Regions from separate parts of the Sus scrofa genome. Here region 1 is linked to region 2. Evidence: chromatin contacts called from public targeted proximity ligation data. All regions are on one chromosome and are shown on one strand. The core of a region is the stretch at or near the end of the contact, and the rest is flanking DNA. Distances in the headings are between cores, read along the strand shown. Region 1 has its middle 190 kb from the start of EEA1. Region 2 has its middle 140 kb from the start of NUDT4.

The links.
Region 1: a targeted proximity ligation map of skeletal muscle shows a contact between it and region 2. A contact is called at or near these places in 2 of 47 Hi-C or Micro-C datasets (embryonic fibroblasts and skeletal muscle) and 1 of 2 datasets of targeted methods (skeletal muscle).

The regions. Positions count from the first base shown.
Region 1 is chr5:89,935,610-89,941,455 of Sscrofa11.1, reverse strand. No RefSeq gene overlaps it. Among named protein-coding and RNA genes, the nearest start is that of EEA1, 190 kb to the left of the region's middle.
Region 2 is chr5:89,867,524-89,872,756 of Sscrofa11.1, reverse strand. No RefSeq gene overlaps it. Among named protein-coding and RNA genes, the nearest start is that of NUDT4, 140 kb to the right of the region's middle.

The DNA of each region.
Region 1 (5,846 bases), core at 1,191-3,690, 70 kb before region 2:
ATGTTCTTTTTCTCATATTATCCTCCATCATGTTCCATTACAAGTGACTAGATATAGTTCCCTGTGCTATACAGCAGGATCTCATTACTTAACCATTCCAAGTGTAATAGTTTGCATCTATTAATCCCAAACTCCCAGTCCATCCCACTCCCTCCCCCTCCCCCTTGTCAACCAAAAGTCTGTTCTCCAAAGATTTGACTAAATTTTCAACTTACAGCTTGGATTTTGAGGATCCACTTTAACACCTCCACTATTCTCTTCTAGTAGTTTTATAATTTTACTTTCACACTGGATTTCTCCTTTATGTATGCTTGAGATAGTGAACCAATCTGTCTTCATATAATAAAGTGAACCAATCTATCTTCGTATAATAAGCTCTTTCCCACTACCAAGTAGTGGGTTTTAGACAATTCATCCTTTCCCCACTGATTTATTGTGCTATGTTTATTCCCAAAGGCTCCTGTGTAGACTTGGGTCTGTCTCTGATGCTCTATTCTTTTTCTTAAGGGTATTTGACTGCTTCTGCACCAGTTCCACACTGGTTTTATCTAGGAGAGTGAATCCCTCCTCTTTGCTCTTCCTTTTCAAAACTGACTTATGTATCATGAACCTTTATCCCTTTGTATAGATTTAGAATAAGCAGGTTGAAGTCCTCAAAAACACTTTGCCATAATTTTAACATTGAGTTTATAGGTAATTTTAAGGGAAACTGACGTATTTACATGTCAAAGATATGGTACAGCTTTCCATTTTTTCATTTCTTTAAAAACATGTAATTGAGTTTTAAAATTTTCTCAGAAAAATCTTTGTTAGGTTATTTCCTACAAACTTTATAGTTTGAAAATGGAATCTTATTTTCTATTGTATTTTCTAGATGGTTTTGCTAAAGTTGATAAAAACTAGTAACTTCAAAAAATGATCAGATATTCACCATCCTTGCTGAAGTCCTTTCCTTTATTTCATTTTGTTGATTAGATCCAGGAACTCCAATATGTACAACAATTAACAATCAATGGTTACTAAACAGGAACAATGAAAGCAATACATGTCTGAATTCTCTTTTAAAAATCACATGGTCTGGTTCTTTAGAGTTTTCAAACAGTGCCTATATATATTACACTGTTTGAATTTTACAAACACCCCAAGAAGATAGGGAGAATAACTACTGGCCAATTTCACAGACAAAACTCAGTACAGCTGGGTTTGGGGAGCACGCAATTAGAAAGGAACAAAATTCATATTCAGGTCTTCTAAGTTCTCTTATTACAGCAGGCTAACTTAGGTCTAGTCAAAATATGTAAAACTGCATGATTTAATTCAGTAATATACAAAGTAAATTTTTATTTACCTCATATCATCCTGCAAAAGATGATATGATATAATCCTATCATTTTTAAAGAAAGCTGTACCAACTGATATTAAAGGTTCTAAATATATCTTAAAGGTTTAAGAACCATGGAGCCATATTAATTTAGGTTGTAATTCTATTAAAATTTGGGGCCTATACAATGGCAAAACACTCAGTTTGAGTGTTTAGGTGAACAAGTCAATACTGTGGAGCAGAGGGAAACTGGGGAGAAATATTAATCAAATTGATGTTTCTAATATTGCAAAGCACAACTTTTATTTGCTTGGACTCATTTAACATTTAAAAGCTGCTGTAAAAATAGTAGTATTTCCATTTTTCAGGAGAAAAAACTAGGTAAATCAGTTTCTTAATTGTGCAAAAACAGCCTGTTGGGAAATGACAGACCTGTGAACAGAACTCATGAATTAAGCCTGAGTTTGGTCTACCAGCAATGTGTAATCAAGCCTCAGTGATTCTCTCCCGGAAATCAATGCCCCTTAAATACAAGGAATGACATTTCAACAGACACACAAGCAAATAATTCCCACAGCCCCTTTAAAAGACTGTCAGGAAGCAATTAGGACAGCATTTGTTTCTGACAACTAGGATATTTTCCTTCCTATCACTTGCATTTCCACTTAAGGAATGTGTGAGAGACAGTCGCCTCTAAATGTTGCTGTTACCTAGTGTGTACGCACTGCACTGACCTTTGAAGGAATGCCAGGTGAAGAGCAAGAAAACACCCATAAAGACAAAAAGATGCTCAAATAAGAAGAATCAAAGTATATCAGAAGAGCAAACCAGAAAACTATAGCCTTTTTTAAATGCAGCTTTGCAAACTGAGTAATAAAATACAATAATGTGGAGTTCCCATTGTGGTTCAGCAGGTTAAGAACCTGACTACTATCCATGAGGATGCAGGCTCTATCCCTGGCCTCACTCAGTGGGTTAAAGAATCTGGCATTGCCATGAGCTACAGCGTAGGTCACAGACTTAGCTCAGATCTGGCGTCGCTGTGGCTGTGGCTGAGGCTGGCAGCTGGCAGCTGCAGCTCCGATTCATCCCCAAGCCTGGGAACTTCCATATGCCACAGGTGCAACCCTGGGGAAAAAAAAAAAAAGGAAAAAATAGAACACAGTAATGTAACTAATAAGAAGGCCTACATAAATGTGAACAAAATGGGGGGAAAGGAACTGCTTCAAATTCATTAGAGTTATTAGAACCACTGATTTCCTTTGAAACAGCACATGATTTATAATGACATTTACTGTAAGCTAGCTAGCAAAAATCTTATTTTTATGGGGAATAAATATTGTCAGAAAGACTAGTAGATTCTATTTTAAATCCTCAAGATTGTAAAATTGAGCTTTTGCAAATGAAGGGGAAAATTTGGCTCTTGAACAGGATTATTATGGAGTCAGTAATTTTTACTTAATCTCTTCTTATCAGCAAAAGGAAAAAAGGAATTGCCTCAACCTAAACTAATACAGTTTTCTGTGGCATAATAGACCATTACAGCAAATAATGCAGTGGCTGGCTCTACTGAATGAATCTTCTTTTAAAAAAAATGCCCATGCTTGTTAAACACATGAACTGTATGGGTTTATATTTGGCCAACTCATGTCCGCGCACCTGTTCATTCAGGCATTAGCACTTGTAAAGCAGATGAATGTTTCTGTACAGCGATGGATAAAAATAAACAACTATTCTTGTAACATTATCAAAATGATGTGACCAAATAGAAGATTGTGTTTCATGGGATAAAGTAGTCAAATTAGACATTTCCTCACGTTTTATGACTAGTTTGTCTTATTCACTGTGTATAAAATAGCTGACCTCCATTCCAGGAGAATGAGTAGCAACCATATTTAATGCTGTTTGCTCAGGGGCTCAAATACCGTTTTCATCGCCTCTGAGGCATAGCTTCTGAAAGTGATTCTGTCACATAGAGACCCAACCCTGGTGCATAACAGAGGAACATTTAATTCAATCAACAGTATATTTCTCCTGCGGAATAACCATGGTATTTCAACGTTGGCCAACTCTTTAGAAATAAAGTAGGTAGATGTTGGATAAGTCATTATCTTTTGGAGTGATGAGCTTATTTTTGGAGTGAGTTTATATACACATACATATTCATCTCCAGAAGAAGTTCCCCAGGACAAGTTATAAGAGCAGCCAGCAGTATCTCTCCTCATCTCACTCACTATATTTGAGCCACACTGGCACCAGGCTCCTTGAAAAATCTAGGGGTGGTTGTTTAAATCACTGTTCACAAAATTTTCCTATATGAAATTATTCATCCACATCCTTTGTTATGTGACTGCAAAGTACTGCCTACTGTGGGTAAAAGATTTTCCCTATTGTATGGATTTTGGACAGGGCCATACAGTTTTCTTTAGCCAATGAAATCTTCCTGAACATGACGTGAGGTCTTAAATGTGCTTGTGTGATTGCTTTTGGGCTGCAGCTGCTCCACAGACCCATGTGAAAGAAATAAATGCTTACAGTTTTAAGCCAGAGTGTGGATGATTGGTTATACCAGATTATTGCAGCAAAACGTCTCCATGCATGAGCATGTACCATTCCCTCCACCAGGAATATTCTTCCCCCAGTTAACTCCTACTTCTTAAGATATACTTAAATATCTTGGTTTAAATGTTTAGTACACAGGAGAGATAATGCAAACCAGACTAACTGCCCTCTCACCTCCTGTGTTTCCCATTTTGTAAGATTCGTTACACTTAGAGTTATTTGCTGCATGTCATCCAACTAAACAGTTAGCTTTTTTTGAGGGATGGGACCACAGTGTCTTATTCATTGGTTATTTCCAACACAGAGCTCACGATGCCTAGCACAGAGTGGATTTAATAAATATTTTTAAGTAATCTTTTTTTTTTTTTTTGAGGTATGTGGTTCTGTTACTTACAGTTGGGTAGAAATAACTTTCTGGGTTTTAATTTTCAGCAACTATATAAAATATACAATGATACCTATCTCCTAAGGCAGTTATGATTAAATAAATTAACCAATAAATTTAACATTCCAACTAGCCGACACATAGACACAAAGAAGGCACTTAGTAAACTATGATTTTTTTTATAAGAAAGATAAATATATCTTCCTTCTGTCTTATAAAGTGATATTTTGGGAGGAAGAAAAAAAGTTACATTGTGTTGCTATATATTATTGTTTAATTTGGATATTTAAAAACATCATGCTTATTCACTATGATGTAAGCCCATTTTAGAAAAAATTTAAGGTAGAATTCAGCTAAGAAGACAGGGTTTGCAATTGACACTTGGTTTATTTCAAACATTTATCATTAAGTGAATCCATCCCTTTAAAAAGGAATGAAATTTATCCTTCCTATTTAATTTTTTTGATCCTTAGAGTTGGCATTTATTTTTTAAAATATTCATTACCACAAGCAGCTTTTGCATCAATAGAACTTTAATTTTAATCAGTCTTTCTTTTGCCAAAAGCAACACGTCCACTATATAAATTTAGAAGATGCAGATAAGTATAAAGTAGGAAATTTTATTTCTGTAATACCACCACCCAAAGATAGCTACTGTATGTCCTTCCAAATATGTTTTATTCCAATACATCTTTTAAAAATAATGATGGGATGGTGTTGTACATTGCCCATTTGGGGTTGCTTTTTCACTTAAATTGTCATGACTGTCATTTTATACTAAAAAATACTCATCTACATCTTTTTATAAATATTTATCTACAACAATGACCTTCTATGCATGGAAATAACATCATTTACTTGAATACTTCTCCAATGGTTAGACATTAAGCATATTTCACTTCTGGAGTTCTCCTTGTGGCTCAGCAGGTTAAGAACCTAACATAGTGTCTGTAAGGATGTGGGTTTGATCCCTGGCCTTCCTAGTGGGTTAAGGATCCGGCATTGCCAAAAACTGTGTTGTGGGTTGCAGATATAGCTTGGATTCCGAGTTGCTGCGGCTATGGCATAGGCCTGCAACTGCAGCTCTGAGTTGACTCCTAGCCTGGGAATTTCCATATGCCACAGGAGTTGCCCTTAAAAAAAAAAGAAGAAAAGCGGGGGGAGAGGGGGCACAGCATATTTCACTTCTTTTTTCTTTTTTGACCATTATCAGCATTATTTCTGTGAATGAGTGAAGAGACACAATGAGTCACACAAAACCTTTAGGAAATAGCTACTACTTACTGCTGTCTTGTAGTTCAGAGTACAACGCATTATCCTACCATAGCCCTAATCTTCCCTTACAAACTCTCCTTATGAGTCTGGGACCACCACTAGAAAGTGATGAAGATGGATAGCTAGGCAAGGTTGGGATAAGGGCATTTGAAGAGGAACTTTCCCTTCTGCTCTCAAGAATGAAAGTTCCAACCAGAACCTATAAATCAACAGATGATCAAAAATATCATATCAAAAAGTGGGCCCAGGTTTTGAAATGGAAATAAGGTGAATGAAATGAAACATGGAGGCCACTGTTGTTTC
Region 2 (5,233 bases), core at 2,102-4,601:
TCTGGCATTGTCACTGCTGTGGCCTGGGTTGGATCCTTAGCCAAGGAACTTCTGCATGCCACAAGCTCAGCCAAAAAAACAAGAGCCATTTGATTTGAATTCTCTCTACAAAACTGTTAAGTAGGTAACACTGTGGCTGTTTTATAGCTAAGGACATAGAGGCTCCAAGCCATATGGCTCTTCAGGGCACTTCAGGCACATTCTCATTCTATAGGGCAACGCAAGCACTTTCTCTTTCAGAGAAGACCTCCTTGTTTACTGAAGCCATTAATTCCTTGGGCACAATCCCATTATAATGTGCTAGAGATCATTAAAGCTGTTCAGCTCTGCTAAATGGCACCGTAATCAAACTGTCAAGGAGGCTTGGAAACTCAAAGACTGCTGTTAAATCATCCTTCTGGCCTCTCGTTGCCAGGGAACGTAATCTCAGTTCCTTTAACCTTTCCTCACAGGTGTTACTTTCCTAGCGCTTAGTCATTGTCCCTCTCCTCTGCAGTCCTGAATTTCAGAGGGAACTGAGAGAGGCGGACTTGGATACCACCTCTTCTCTCCCTACAGGTCCCACCCCTTCTCTTGGCTCTTTTTGGCAATGCTGGTTAATATCATCAGAGGTTTGTCTAATTTTCTTAGTTTTCTCAAAGAAGCAAATTGCCATGGTTCATCCCATTTATCTTTGTATTCGATTTTATTGCTGGCCATTCCTTGTTTAAAATTATTGAGCTGTAATTTACATGTTGTAAAGTCGCCCCTTTTAATATATAATCCTATGAGTCTCAACAAATGCATACAATGATAGAACCACAAGAAGATATATTTCAATTATCTCAAAAAGCTCCCTTGTGGCTCTTTGTGGCCCGTTAGCCCCTGGCAAATATTCTCTTCGGTCTCTAGAGTTTTGCCTTTTCCCAAATGTCACATAAATGGAATCAGATGATAGGATTTTGAGATTTTTGAGTCTGGATGGTTTCATTTAGCAGAATGCATATTGAGATTCAATTCGTATTCAACATGTATTGTATCACAAGTTAGTTCCTTTTACTGCTCATTATTTGGATGGACAATAGTTTGTTTATTCATTCACCAGTTGAAGGACATTAGGGTTGTTTCTAGTTTGGGGTGTTTATGAATAAAGCTGCCATAAACATTTGCATACAGGTTTTTGCATGAACATAAGTTTTCAGTTCCCTCAGGCAAACACTTAAAAGTGGGATTACTCAGTCATATGGTAAGTATATTTTAATTTTATGAGAAACTGCCAAACTGTTTTCTAAAATGGCTTTGTCATTTTGCATTCCTACACCATGGGCAAGAGTTCTACTTACCCTGCATCCTCATCAGCACTTGATATTATCAATTTTTATTTTATGTTATGTTATTTTACTTTACTTCAGTTTAGCCATTCTTTTATGTGTATAGCTTCTCAGAGTGGTTTTCATTTGCATTTCTCTAACAATGTTGAGCATCTTGTATGCTTATTGAGAATTTATATATTTTTAAGTTTCTTTTCAAGTTATTTGTTCATTTTGTAAATCGGATTTTTCCCTTAGTTCTTTTTTTTTTTTTTTTTTTTTTTTTTTTTTGCCTTTCTATAAGGCCGCACCCGCTGCATATGGAGGTTCCCAGGCTCAGGGTCTAATGGGAGTTGTAGCCACCAGCCTATGCCAGAGCCACAGCAATGCCAGATCCAAGCCTAGTCTGCAACCTGCAACACAGCTCATGGCAACACCGGATCCTTAACCCGCTGAGCGAGGCAAGGGATCAAACCCACAACCTCATTCTTCCTAGACAGATTCCTAGACAGATTCCTTAACCACTGAGCCATGACGGGAACTCCCTGAGTTTTGAAAGATCTTATACATTCTGGCTAAAAGCCCTAATATTCCTGCTTACTTTTTTAATCTTCCTAAAGGGAAGATATCAGACACTTCTGAGAAGAGAATAGAGATGGTGTTTAGCCCATACTTATTCGTCACAAGGGAGACAGATGTTTATAGAAGACAGGAAAGGCCTTGATTATATAGTAACCTAGAATTTTTCATTCTCTTCATCTTATTCCATACAAGTTAAAACAATATGGTGGAGGATCTATGGTCAGAGAGAAGAAAGACATAATATAACACAAAAAATTTCTAATAGTGGGCTAAAACCAGTAAGGGAAGAGCTAGATTAGTAGCTGTTTCACTTTGAGACTAGACCAGGAGTTGCCATTTTTGTTCTATCCTTTCTCTTAAGAGTTAAGAATCTCCCTTACTTCCTGCATCTCCAGCTCCAATGCGACACATCAGTCTGGCTGAATACCTGAGTCAGAATCAGAGAGAATGAGATTGGTCCTGAGAAAAGGGAACCAAGAAAGGAGAAGAAGAGGAGATCCCTGGTGCCTTAGGAGAACTCGGTATGTACTAAGCCGTGACTTTACTAGACTCCCAGAGCATGTGTGATCAATAGAAATATTTTTAGGTAGCAAAGTCTGAGAGGTGGTAATCTACTTGGGACTGCTGGAAAATCATGAAGGGCATGATGCTGTGTTTGCAAAGTTCTTCACAATGGATTGCAAATATCAATTCTCCACATCAAAGAAGAGAGCAAAGGTGAAGCTTTTTAGTAATGGACCATAACATCCCACCTCCTAGCCATTATGGACAGAATTAGGAAGAGAATGAGCCCAACTCCCTATCTGTGTTCCCATTACACAGCTCTCGCTAAGGAAAGATAGGTGGAAAGATAGATGGATAGACAGATAGATAGATGATAAATAAATATATAATCACTGGCTTTTAACTCTAATCGAATAATCCTAGAATTTCTGATTCTGTATTACTTACTTGATCTGAGAATATGTTGTGGTTTTGAAGCACTCATAGCATCTAAGAAATGAAAAAAGACAAATTCAAAGTGCTTGACCTTTCTACGGTAAACCTAAATAGTCAATCTACTTTCATTTCCTTTCTCTTATGTCAAAATAGACAGTTAAACCTCAAGTACAGAAATGCGAATTTCTGTTGGCACAGATGATACCAAATGTACCCCAGTAAATCGCTACATGTCTTGACCTCTACAGCTCTTCTGCTGCTCCCTATATTTTGGACTGAGTATTTCCTTAATTGTCTCTACTTACATAGGTCAGTTCCACCTCATGGAAGTGTGTGTAAGATGAGCGGTTCTGAAAATACGTCATCATGGATCATCAGTTATAATGAGAAGTAGATTAAGCCAGGGGCACACCATCAAATGATCTGCCAGAGGTACAGTTGACAAAGTCTTCATCAGTCATTACTGATATAAATACCATCCTCCTCAGCGGACCATTTGCAATGTGTCTCTCAGAGCTAAATCAGTACTCTTAATTGCAACATCAGTTATGGGCCCTGCTCAATGATGAGACGAGCAAAGATATGAGGATGTTCTCAGCCAAAGCTATTTATACACACCGCACGGTCCTAAATTATCTGGCAGGGAGGGGATGGGAAACGGCAGAAAGTTGACAGGACTGAAAACTGAATCCATCCCCCACTTTTTGGACCATTCCCACAAGAGAGACTATTCTAGGCACCTCCTTTCTGAGAGAAAAAGGTAAGAAATCTCAAATCCTGTGAGAATGCCGTCTACCCAGGTGTCAACTGACATTTCACTGCTAATACTCCTTTTTATTGTGTGAGTCCAAAACTTTAAACAGACTACGGGAAAGAAAATTCAAGTTGCATATATATCAGATTAAATGAGGAGTCTTCGTAGACTCTCCTTTTGTCCTTAAAATAGAATAAGGTTGTAGAGGAGAAAATTGATTTGGTTATTTCAGAACTTGGAGAATAAAAAGTCCAGACTTCAATATAAAAACTTTCTGCAACATAATATATAAATGTTAATTACATATTCATTAACTGATATATTAAATGCCAGAGATTCAAAATAAATACAGGAAGAATAGTAAATGTATGATATATTGGGGAAGAAATAGTTATAATTGTAACTTCATTCATTTAGTGCTTCTATGTGTCAAGAGACTGAATGCTAAGAACCCTGCCTATAATATCTCAATGAATTCTTCCTACAACTCAATAATAGATATGTTATTGTCCATGTGTTATTGATAAGGAAACTATGGCTCAAAACATCAACTGGTATAAGTCACATACCATTTTTTAAATTTATTTTTTGATTGTTTTTCTTTTTTTCTTTTTTTTCTTTTTACAGCCACACCTGTGGCATATGGAAGTTCTGAGGCTAGGGGTTGAATACGCCATAGCTACAACACCACCAGATCCAAGCAATGCTGGATCCTTAACCCACTGAGGGAGGCCAGGGATGGAACCTACATCCTCATGGACACTATGTTGGGTTCTTAACCTACTGAGCCACAATGGGAACTCCCTCACATACCATTTAGTGATAATTCAAATTCTCATCAGACTCCAAAGTCTTTACTTTAAAACATTACTCTTTATTCTATGTATTTGTACCAACTTCATAGCTTAACTTACTCCTATATCCTGCTTCCCTGACCTACTTATGACCTTCCAAGGTAACTAATCTCTTTCTTGTCTCTCCTTCATGCATATTTAAGCTGTGAATCCACTGTGAACAGTTTGACATTCTACTTATTTCTCGTCTCAAGGCTAAAAATGAGAACACAATTGGTTCAGCTTTTCCCTGTCTGAGCAAAGATAGTGCCTCAGGCCCCTCATAACAGTGATTGTCCATGTTCAGGTACCTGGTCTTGTTCCAATTAGCTGGTGGCTGGTAGAGAGGAAGCAGGAGAGAAGGGGAGCCCCGCCCTGTTAGCTGGGGCTATGCGTCAGTTCTCCTTTGCAGAGGCTGCAGAAACTGGAATTGACTAGAGTAATACAAATATGGTGAAGGAATTCTGAATATACCACTGTGAAGAATTTTCTTTTCTGAATTCTTCCTATCTGACTAAAAGCAGAACCTCCCAAAAGAATTCAGCTGTCATAAATGCCCTCCAGAAACAAGGAAAGACTGACTCCTATCACTGGAAATAGCACCAGAATAAGAAACTACCTAAATAGACATTGTCACTTTACTATCGTATCTCCTACCTAGCCTCCTAAAGGCTCATTTACCTTCTCCAAAAGTCATTTGGTTTTCTCATTAGTTCCCTTTTCTCCCCTCTCTTCCCCTATTATGAAGGTATATAAGCCTCAAATTCTAAATGCCTCCTTGAGTCACATTTTTCTCTGAATTCCATGTACATAATATGAATGAAAAATCATTTTCT